3 separate regions of the Gossypium arboreum genome follow, and regions 1 and 3 are each linked to region 2. The links are chromatin contacts, called in public Hi-C maps. All regions are on one chromosome and are shown on one strand. Each heading gives the region's core, a stretch centred on a gene start, on an enhancer-like site or on the middle of the called end of the contact. The rest is flanking DNA. Distances are from core to core; before and after follow the strand shown.

Evidence for each region. A called contact is a pair of places that touch in the nucleus more often than the background predicts.
Region 1: a Hi-C map of leaf shows a contact between it and region 2, with 2.5 times the contacts expected there. The contact joins the promoter of LOC108486612 here to the promoter of LOC108486521 in region 2. A contact is called at or near these places in 2 of 5 Hi-C or Micro-C datasets (both in leaf).
Region 3: a Hi-C map of leaf shows a contact between it and region 2, with 2.9 times the contacts expected there. The contact joins the promoter of LOC108471168 here to the promoter of LOC108486521 in region 2. A contact is called at or near these places in 2 of 5 Hi-C or Micro-C datasets (both in leaf).

Annotation. Positions count from the first base shown.
Region 1 is chr11:90,169,889-90,173,662 of ASM2569848v2, forward strand. LOC108486612 (cytochrome P450 CYP73A100-like) reads left to right here and starts at 2,340. Exons shown (of 3, transcript XM_053022035.1): 1 at 2,340-2,484; 2 at 2,487-2,593; 3 at 2,595-3,774. The coding sequence starts at 2,382. It overlaps LOC108486613 (small RNA degrading nuclease 3), which reads left to right. Exons shown (of 12, transcript XM_017790752.2): 11 at 432-536; 12 at 744-1,524. The coding sequence ends at 1,100.
Region 2 is chr11:90,026,465-90,030,128 of ASM2569848v2, forward strand. It overlaps LOC108486521 (T-complex protein 1 subunit eta), which reads right to left and starts at 1,884. Exons shown (of 14, transcript XM_017790615.2): 1 at 1,732-1,884; 2 at 1,347-1,607; 3 at 996-1,121; 4 at 697-900. The coding sequence starts at 1,746.
Region 3 is chr11:89,795,699-89,799,225 of ASM2569848v2, forward strand. LOC108471168 (probable Histone-lysine N-methyltransferase ATXR5) reads left to right here and starts at 1,797. Exons shown (of 6, transcript XM_053021024.1): 1 at 1,797-2,380; 2 at 2,514-2,583. The coding sequence starts at 2,051.

The DNA.
Region 1 (3,774 bases), core at 1,090-3,589, 140 kb after region 2:
CCCTTTAGAAATCCCTGGCTTAGCTTTTCTTTACCTTGGATTGCTGCATGTCTTATGTTTAAAAGTTGAGACTAATGGTTTCTTTTGAGATATTCTATATGAAATAATTATTAATCCCAATAATTGAATTGAACATTTACTGGTAAATTAAGTTTATTCTCGAATACTCTGATGAACTGCATTTCTGAGGCACTTGAAAGGTGAACTATATTCTATATCATTAAATCTCTTAGGTATTCTGTTCTAAGGTAAATATATTATCCTTAAAATGCGAATCGTCTTTCTACAAAATACATGTATTACAGATGTTTTAAAGTTCAGAGAATTGGTCAATGAATTGTCTTCGAAAAGCTCTCTTCCTGGAAACTCTTTCTACTTCATCTTCACTTATTGTTGCTGAGTTTCAAATATGGAAATTTGTTTGTCGGCAGCCAACTAAAAAGCTTCAAGGTCGCCATTACTCTGCAATTGCTGTCTTTAATAGTCCTCAAGAAGCAAACCAAGCATATGAAAATATGGAAGGCGATGAAGAAAAGGCAAGTATCTTTTACTACACTCCTCATTTTTCATTCTCATGATAGCATTTTCTTCATGCTTTTTCGATAATCATTTCTCATTCCATGACTAAAAATTATGATGTTTTTAATTGCAATGGAGATGTTTGATTCTCAATGCCTTAATAAGATTAACTTGTTTTATGTCTTTCATAAGGTGCTAACTGTAGGTCCTTTTTTTTGTCTCAGGATTCACATGGACTACCTCAGAAACTTGTTAGCTTTCAGTTTGGCGATGGATCAACTGCTAGTTTATACATCCGTAAAATGGCACAGGAAGATTCACACTGTGAAGTTTTGTCGAATAAAAGAGCATTCGAGGGCAAGGAGAAATCGATTCAATCCAAAAAGCTGAAGACAGATGTGAAAACCGCGGAGAATGTTATGGAAGATAACAGTGAACTTGATGATCACTTAAAAGAGATAGAACGATTGAAGCAAGAACTGCAGGAGAAAGATGCTAAAATTGTGTTGCAGGATAAGATGATATCTAACCTTCTGAAGAAGGTTGAAGAAATGAAAAAGGTTCTTAATAAAAGGAAATAGGTCATGGAGTAGTGTTTTTACAGTCACTTTTTGGTACACGATTTTACAGTCTATTAACCCCAACCTGGTTCAAGTGTCATGTTCAGTGTTGTTTGAGTTAGGAACACCGTGTCATTTGTCCTAAAAACCGATTATATTTAATTATATCTGAATTTGTGGAATTAAAACTAACTAGCTTCAAACTTGTCTGATCAGATTTTCGTTATGAACTTATGCCGTAAAGACTTTGTTGAATCTTTGTTTCATGGAGAGAATGGTTGTAGCAGAAAAGAAGAGACTATGGGAGTAATAATAGGTTAGGTCAAATCCTGTCATTTATATAAGTTGTGGATTTAATATCCGAACTTTAATTTGGTCATTTTTATTGTATTTTGAGTTTTAGAATTTTAGTTTTCATTGAAAGAAAGTTGTTAAATTTATTAAATTTTATTATTTTCAAAATTTGATAAATTAAACATATTGTCACATGTGTTAGTTTGTTATTTTTATATATTATTTACAAAAAATTTAGTTAATAGATTTATTGATTGCTGTTTGCATTAAGATTAAAATTTTAAAATTTAAAAATATAACGACTAAGAATAATCTAAAGAATATGGATTAAATTTATAATTTTATGTATAATACTTAATAGCAGAATTTAACCAAGTAAATTTAAATGTATTGTTTGATCAGGACAAAAATTGAAAAATATAAGATTTAATTCATAATTCAAAAAGTATAAAATTAAATGTTAAATTTATAAATTATGTGAAGTGTAGATAGCAGAATTTGACAGAAAGTTTTGGAGTAAAGAGGAGGCCGAACGTTAAAATCTAAGACGGTTTCAGGCACTAAATCCTATCAAACATGACCCCTTCAGCATCAGACAGTAGAAGCGCAGAATTACCAGCAGGAGAATTGGTTACCACTTGTACATTAAAACCCGAGTAACACCTCCATTTAGACATGAAATCCGCAGCTTGATTAAAGGAGAATCTTATTTTAGTTGATTCATAAATTTATAATATAGGAACATGACGTTGAACGCCCTCCCTCCACCAACCAACTAAAAACAATCTTGACTTTGAAAATATCCCCTACCCCTTCCCTGCCTTTCTACCTTGATTCTGAAAAATAGAGCCCATGGATTCTCTACAAAACCATTGGGCACCCACCAAACCTCCTACCAAACTTCATCCACTAACATTTTATGCATGTATGAATATATATGCATATAGTTTGTATCCCATTGCCAAGCCCTTCTCATCAGTTCATCTCACTTTCTTCCCATCTTTAAACATGGCTCTGCCTCAGCATCATTCTTGTAACAAACCAATTCTGGTCACAACTCTCTCCCTACTTATTCTTGCACTCACCAAAATATTGTACCCTCAGCTCTACATAAAATTCTCACTCACCTTGTGCCACTTGCTATTATCTATTACTTCTTTTTCAAGTCTTCCACTGCTCTTCCTCCAGGCCCTTTCCCGTTTCCAATATTTGGAAATTGGAATCAAAGTAGGGAATGACCTTAATCACCGCCTTCTAGCTTCTATGGAACAAACCTACGGTCCAGTTTTCCTTCTAAAACTCGGCTCTAAAAACCTTGTAGTGGTCTCAGACGCTGAGCTAGCCATCCAGGTGTTGCACACACAAGGTGTGGAGTTCGGTTCCAGGCCACGCAACGTGGTTTTCGACATCTTCACGGGCAACGGACAGGACATGGTGTTTACGGTTTACGGTGATCATTGGCGCAAAATGGGCAGGATCATGACACTGCCATTTTTCACCAACAAAGTTGTGCACAATTACAGTAACATGTGGGAAGAAGAAATGGATCTGGAGGTTAATTATTTGAAGAAAGATGAGAATGTGAAAAGCAAAGGGATTGTTATCAGAAAACGTTTGCAGCTGATGCTTTATAATATCATGTATAGGATGATGTTTGATTCCAAGTTTGAGTCTCAGGAAGACCCCTTGTTCATTGAGGCAACCAGGTTCAACTCGGAGAGAAGCCGCTTGGCTCAGAGTTTTGAATACAATTATGGTGACTTCATTCCATTGCTACGACCCTTATTGAGAGGGTACTTGAACAAGTGCAGGGACTTGCAGACCAGGAGGCTGGCCTTCTTCAACAACTATTATGTTGAGAAAAGAAGGGAAATAATGGCTGCTGAGGGGGACAAGCACAAGATAAGCTGTGCCATTGATCACATTATAGATGCTCAAATGAAGGGAGAGATTAGCGAAGAAAATGTGCTCTACATTGTTGAAAACATCAACGTTGCAGCAATCGAAACCACACTGTGGTCCATGGAGTGGGCCATAGCTGAGCTGGTGAACCATCCCCACGTTCAGCACAGGATCCGCCAAGAAATCTCCCGAGTCCTCAACGGAGAGGCTGTGAAAGAATCCAACCTCCATAAACTGCCCTACTTGCAGGCCACAGTGAAAGAGACATTAAGGTTGCACACCCCAATCCCATTGTTGGTCCCTCACATGAACCTTGAAGAAGCAAAGCTTGGAGGGTTCACCATACCTAGGGAGTCCAAGGTGGTATTAAATGCCTTGTGGTTGGCCAACAATCCCAAGTGGTGGAAAAACCCTGAGGAATTCAGGCCAGAGCGGTTCCTGGAAAAAGAACATGGCACAGACGCCGCCGTGGCTGGTGGGAAAGTTGATTTCAGATTCC
Region 2 (3,664 bases), core at 634-3,133:
GATGTGGCACTATGATCATCAAACTTTTACATTTGCCAAGTGCAAGGACCAAAATGGACCTAGTTGCCAAGTTCAGTACCAAAGTGGACCCAATTGCCAGGTTCACAGACTAAAAGTTACATTAACCCATTAAAATAAAATGGTGTCCTAATTGTAATATGGATTTTTACAAGCTAGCCTTCTTATCCTTTGATATGAAGGCTACCTTCCAATGTGCAGTTCTAAAAGCTATCACAAATTTTAACTTTTTTTTCTCCAAAAGTTAACTTCCCCGGATTTTGGACCTTATACAAGGTTCTCCAAAAGAATAGGCTAAAATTGATGCCGCCTCATTTCCTAAAGATACCACTGCAAAACTTAGATTAACATGATAGTAAAAAATCAATGGATGAGAATCTACGTGTAAAGAACAGTCTAGTGCTACACTCAGCTAGAACAGTAACATAGTTCAATATAACATGCACTGGATTGAAAGTGTATCATTTTGCAGATATCAGAAAATATATGATCCTTCCTCAAAGATCAAAGCATAAATATCAGAAAAGGGGGAAAAAGGCTAAAAAGGTTGAAAACTAAACATAGAAAATAATAGTCTAACTTATGGGATAGGGAACTCTCTGGAAGATCCAGTACAAATATCAGAAAAAGGAATAGGTTAAAAAGGTTGAAAATGGGGCATCAAAAATAGGAGTCTACCTTCTTAATTCCAATCATATTCAACCTATCATCATTGCCAATAGCGATAACAGCATCCACAACCATTGATGCAAAGAAATCCTTTTCCCCGCCAATGAGTTTCGAAGAGAGAGTTGTTGCAGCACATTTAGCTAATAAGCTTTTCTTCTCTTCTAGACTTTTGCCCTCTATGCTAACAGCTAGTTCTTTGATCTTCTCAATAGCCTGTCCATTGAATACAACATGCAGCATAAAATAGAAGCATAAAGATCATAGCAACATCTAAACCATGATAAGAGGGGGAAAACACACAAACTCACCAAATAGCAAGCAGTTCGATAGCTCCGAATTAGATTTTGAGGGTGGACTCCATCCTCAACAAAAGGCTTAGCCTCTTTTAAAAACTCTCCTGCTAGTAGTACAACAGTTGTAGTTCCATCACCAACCTGCAAACCTCACACCAAAAAGAAGCTCTCTAAATCATCTAAATGCAATGAATAAATACTGGATCTTGATAACGTCAATTTCATTTACGAGATTAGTTACGTCGAACAGACTAAAAAATTAAAATCTCAGTTCGGTAATGGAAAACGTGGAACTATTAAACCATACTTTAACTGAAATTTGAGAAAAGTTCCGGAACCAGAAATAGAAAGGAGGGAGAAGGTGACCTCGGAGTCCTGAGACTTGGCGATATCGACGAGGATCTTTGCGGCGGGATGGACAATATCGAGAAGCTTCATGATGGTAGCCCCGTCGTTGGAAATGGTGACGTTCCCCTTGTCGTCGTGAATGAGCTTGTCCATACCCCTGGGACCCAAGGTTGTTCTAACCACGTCAGCGACGGCGGTGCAAGCGTTTATGTTGCTCACTAGCTGCGCCTTGCCCTGGGACGTATCGGTCCCTTCTTTTAAAAGAATGATTTGCGGTTGCTGAGAACAGGGGAAAACAAAAAGAGAAACAGATTAGTAGCAGTTCACAAAAAAAAAAAAGAAGAAGATGCAAGATACTAACAAAAAGCACGTATGAAATGAGGGAGAAGGAGTGTAAAGTTACCAGCATGGCTGCCATTGTTGCTAGGGTTTTGCTTGCTGGTTTTAGGGGAAGAAATGAGCAAAGCGTGAGAGTGAGGGAGAATGTTCTGGTTTTGTTCGCAAGTATTTCTTCGGTATTCTAGGGGTTTATGTTGTAAGTTTGAGAATGGGAGGGCTGAAATGAAATTAATTTCAAATTGGACTCCACATTGGGCCCGGAATTTATGAAATTACTAGAACTACCCTTTCAATTCTTTTGAATGAGTGGATATCTTTCCATTTTGGTTTAGTCCACGACTTGAAATATAAATTATACATTTTTACCTAAATTATATTAGGTTACTCAATTAACTTCAAAAAGTTAACATGCGTGAACAAAATTTTCGAACCAATTATAACTTCACATGTCATATGCAATTAAAAAGTTCTTAAAATTCTTTCATCTTCCTTTCCTTATTACATTATTTCCTTCTTTTTTCTTTTTCTTTTTTTCTTTTTGTCCTTCTTCTCATTTCTTTCTTCTTCCCAAAAATTCCAAATGACTCTCTTCCGGTAAAAGAATACCACAAAATCAAGCCTTATATTTATATCTTAATTTATATTTTTAGTCCATTTATTAAAAAAAGATAAACTGATTTTTGTATGTTAGATGAGAGTAAAATAGTTCCTTCCTGTTTTAGGTAAAAAGACTTTTCTAGTCCCTCTCAATTTTAAAATTAATCAAATTAGTGCCTCTCAAAAAAATTTGGAGTAATTTATTCCTTGTCAGTTTCAGAAATGAGCAAGTATGGACAATTAATCACGTCGAAAATGTCTTCCATCAATTGTACATAAATTTGTTTCGTATAATAACAAATTTAGAATTTTGAACTTAATTCTAAAAATACAACAAATTTAGCCTCAACATTCACAGATTTATACAAATGTTGCGGGATAAAATTGTTAAATTAGGACCAAATTGATGAAATGAATAAACGTTGATGGTTACTTTTGTTATTACACTATTTAAAATCATGTACAATTGATGGAAAAAATTAACGTCATGATTAATTATCTTTAATTGCTCACTTTCTAAATTGACAGAGATTAAATTGCTTTGATTTTTTTCGAGAGATTGTGGCGCCCCAAATCCGGTGGGACAATCTAACCTGAATCTAAAACGTCACATTAGTCACTGAGGTGACTCAAAACACATCACAATATTTACACGCATAAATAATTTTTTCCTACTTATCTGATCGATAACGAAAGTCATAAACATGCAATTAGGTCATACATAATCATGAATAAACAAACAAACTTAGTTACATGCTTTAACTAACATAAATCATTCAAATTGTAGTGAGGGCAAAATCATTATTTCACATCTAGTATTTGAACACACATATAACAACAATCTTAGAAATACATTTTAGTTCTAGAATCTTTTTAGAAACATTGTTGAAAGAATCAATTAAATCCAATTGACAATTCTCCGTTAATTTTAAAAACAAGTGTTTTAGGGACCAAATTGAAAGAGTGAAAAAATATTGGAAATAACTATATTACAAAATTATCTTTGAATTTATGAAATTATACATCTAAATCTTAGGTATGTATATTTTCAAAACATTTTAAAACCTTTTTGGAATCCAATTGCATTACTTGAAACTTAGGACTAAATTGTAATGTAAAAAAACAAACCATGAACGAATAGTGTCACGTTGTGACGACGCGATCACTACGTCGCAATGTGATCTTAAGGAGGCCCCTCGTCTCGACGATGGAACTTAGGGCATCTTGATGCCAATCCCTTGTCGCAATAACATTCGAATGTCGTCGCGACGTCGCCTACAATTTCTGTAGAAATAGCCCTGTAATTTCTAACTTTGGTCACTCCCAAACATACCATTTCGTGCATTTTGGCCTATTTCTCATTTCTAAAAAGTCATATTTCTTACAAACACCATTTAGAA
Region 3 (3,527 bases), core at 547-3,046, 230 kb before region 2:
CAGAGGAGAAAAAATCTCATTAAAATTACCTTCCACAAACCAAAGGATTGACCTAAAGTCCTAAGTAAGTTCCATGTGTCATCCCTATGACGCGAATCTGAAGCCCCATAAAAACTCTTAAATCTCCACTTATTACCCTCATCACCCTCCTTAAATTCAATATCAATATGGTATTTTGAGAAACTCCTCAAAATGATCGTGGAATTTCTTCTCCAAGCTAGACTTAAACCCCCTCGAGAACCATCAGCTGCAACATCAATCCCATTTAAAAAACCACACCTCCTGCAAACATTCTCCATTTTTCTAGAATTTAATTTAGTCTCCATTAAGAAGACAATTTGGGGATTATACACCTTTAGCATATGTCGAAGTCTCCTAACAGCCCGTGGCCTCCCCAAACTGCGAACGTTCCAATAGAATGTTTTCATTGCGACCATTCGGCTTACCCCTTGGCATCTGCTGATGTAATATGGCTACTTCCCAACACCTTCCTACTCCTAACAACAAGAGATTCCAATTCATCCCCATCAACAAATTTGTCACCCTCTCTTCCTGGTCTCTTTTTCCCATCACCCCTTTCAACCATGCTCTCCTCCGAGTCATGCTCCATATCCATCTATTCATTTATTTTTTATGACCTGCATCAAAACAAGATACGAGATTCAGATCCCCTTCCAGATTTACTCCTAACATAGGACTAATGTGCCTACCCAAGTCACAATCTACAAAAATGTTCCCCTTCTTTACCCTTTTCCTATCTTTTCGTAGCCATACACTGCTAATGCAAGGGCTCTTCTAGATTGGGCTCGCAATGATAAATCCCAACCCATCTCAGCTACATCAAACCCTAGTGCCATTTTAGCCTGACAGAAAGAATCACTGTGCCCTAATCGCCCATAGAAAAAACAAAATAGGGTCAATCGTTCGTATTTAAAACTAACATAGGAACAAGCCACAACTGAAAACATAACTTTATTCTTCATTTTCAAAGGTCTCCTAACATCCAATTGTTCCCTTACATGCAAATAAGTACACAAACCCTTTCCCAGATTGGTGCCGTCGAACTCCAAAAAATTCCCAAGAAAACCCTCAATTTGGTGTGCTAAAGTCTCAATATAAAAACTTGGCGGCACTTCATGAATTTGTACCCAGAAACACGCAAAGATTAATGGCACCTTTAGCGGATCTTCCTTCTTCTCCGGCCAATGTAGCATCAAAACATGGTTATTAAAAGTCCACGGAGATCCCTTTAGTACTCTCTCTAGATCCATCTTATGAAAAAAATTGAATAAAAACATTTTCTGATGCTATAAAATTTCCATTGTACTTCTCAACGCTGGGAAATGTATAACACTTGGCGTTAGAAAACACCCAACCAGACAGAGATCAATTTCCACAAATACAGAATGAGGATCAATCTGTGCCTGCAATATTTTGTCTTCCTCATCATCCAATGATAGATTTGCCAACTTTCTTTCCATAATTCAAAAAATCAAAAGCAACCGAAATGTAGAAATGAAAAGAAGAATTTAAACCAAAATCAATACCGTCAACAAAACCACCGATAAAGAATCACTAAAAACAAAGAAAATCTAAAAACACAACAACCTGCTAGAAACAGCAGATAGAGGAGTGCTAAATTAGTAAGAATAAATTTTTTTTTACTCTTTATTCTTTATTTCAAAACACAAATATTATTTTGAATTTTTTTTTAAGAAAACACAATAATGGTAAAAATGCTAACACATTTACTATTTAAATTTTTTTTATTAAAATTTGTTTTTTCTTTTGACACCGTGCAAGTTGCAACCGTACGCTATGAAAAGTTTGACTCTGTCCAGAAAAGGAAAGAAAATAAAGGGGAAAAAAAAACAGGCTCTTCGATTGTATGCGCATGTTGAATTCCCATGCGCTCACGCGGCGCACGTTAGCACTAAAAAAACAAACTTCTCTTTGTCTTCTCCGTTTGTGATTTCCCCGCGAGACCAGAAACACACAAATTCCATTTCCATTCTCCAAACTTCCATTACTTCCACCGATCACTCCAAATATGGCTCCAGCCACCATCATGGCGGGGGCTCGGCGTCTTGTCAGCTCCCGCCGCCGAACCGAGGCACCTCGACGGCGTCCGTCTCCTTCCACGCCGCCGAAGAAGCTGAGACCAATGTCTGAGATAATGGCGCGTGCGAAATACGCTGTGGTGGAGCGAGCTGACTACAGCGACATCATCTGCGAACAATGTGGCTCCGGTGAACGTCCCGGAGAGCTTCTCCTTTGTGATAAATGCGATAAAGGCTTCCACATGAGATGCCTTAGACCAATCGTGGTTCGTATTCCTATTGGATCCTGGCTTTGCCCCAAATGCTCTGGCCATAGGCGAGTAAGAAGTAGGGATTTCTTTTTTATCTTACCTTTTTATTTTTATTTTGTTTGGTTGACCTCTTTCTCCATTCTGTTTTCAATTTTTTTTTTTATAATAAATGTGTTTTATTTCCTTTTTAGCTTTTTCGCAGAAAAGGATAATTGATTTCTTCAAGATTCAGAAGAGTGGTGATGGGAAAAAGAAATGCAATTTGAATCAAGGTAAAAAAATTGTTGTTACGATTTTCTGTTATATTTATCTTGGCCTTTTAGTGTTTCGTGTTGAATTCCTGTTGATTTGGGAATGGCCTACTATATTTGAAGCGCATTCATAAAATTCTCACCTTGTTTCAGGATTCATGCAAAATTTAGATTGGAAATTAGTATAATCATGAAAATTAAGGGAAGGAGAAATTTGCTGAGATTTAAAATAGATTAATGGTAAAAAATGTAGGGCTGATTTGGAACCTGCAAACATTGCTGAAAATGATGAATGTTGAACCTGTCTTCATATAATATGTGAAATTGGTTAAAAGCAGAACTCTTAAAACTATTATTCTAGTATTAGTTATTGATTATTGACATTTGATTCGTCTTAGTTTTATCTTGTTGATATTTCTATAATGTAACCAAAGCTACTTGTAAGAGGTGAAAAATAATTGTAATTGTTAATTTAAAGCTGTACGTGGTGCACTATTGCTCACTGGTCTTATACTACAAAGCCTCAAAAACATTCATAATTGTGATCACTTGTTTCCACAGTTTGATTCATTAGTTCTTTGCCCCCACCCTCCCCACTTTATGATGTTTTTTCATATTTAAGTTATAATTTGACATGGTGAATGCTTTTGTGCGAGAGAAACTCATACAATCTTTGTGCCTGCGTGTCTGTCTGAATTAAAACGCATGATAGGCATCTATTCTGCATATAGGGATTATTTATTGAAATAAGGTGGGTAAAATATCACCTAGTTTTATTATGTTACTTCGCTATTAAATGCCAGACACACCTAGTTGCAATATATCACCACTTTATCTTGTACCATGTTTAATTGATTTTACTTATAGAGTGCAAATATATAAAGTATATATATAATGGATCAAGGAAAAACGTTTTAGGAGGGTATCATCTATCAGCACTTCCTACAGTCTTTTCCACAAATTTC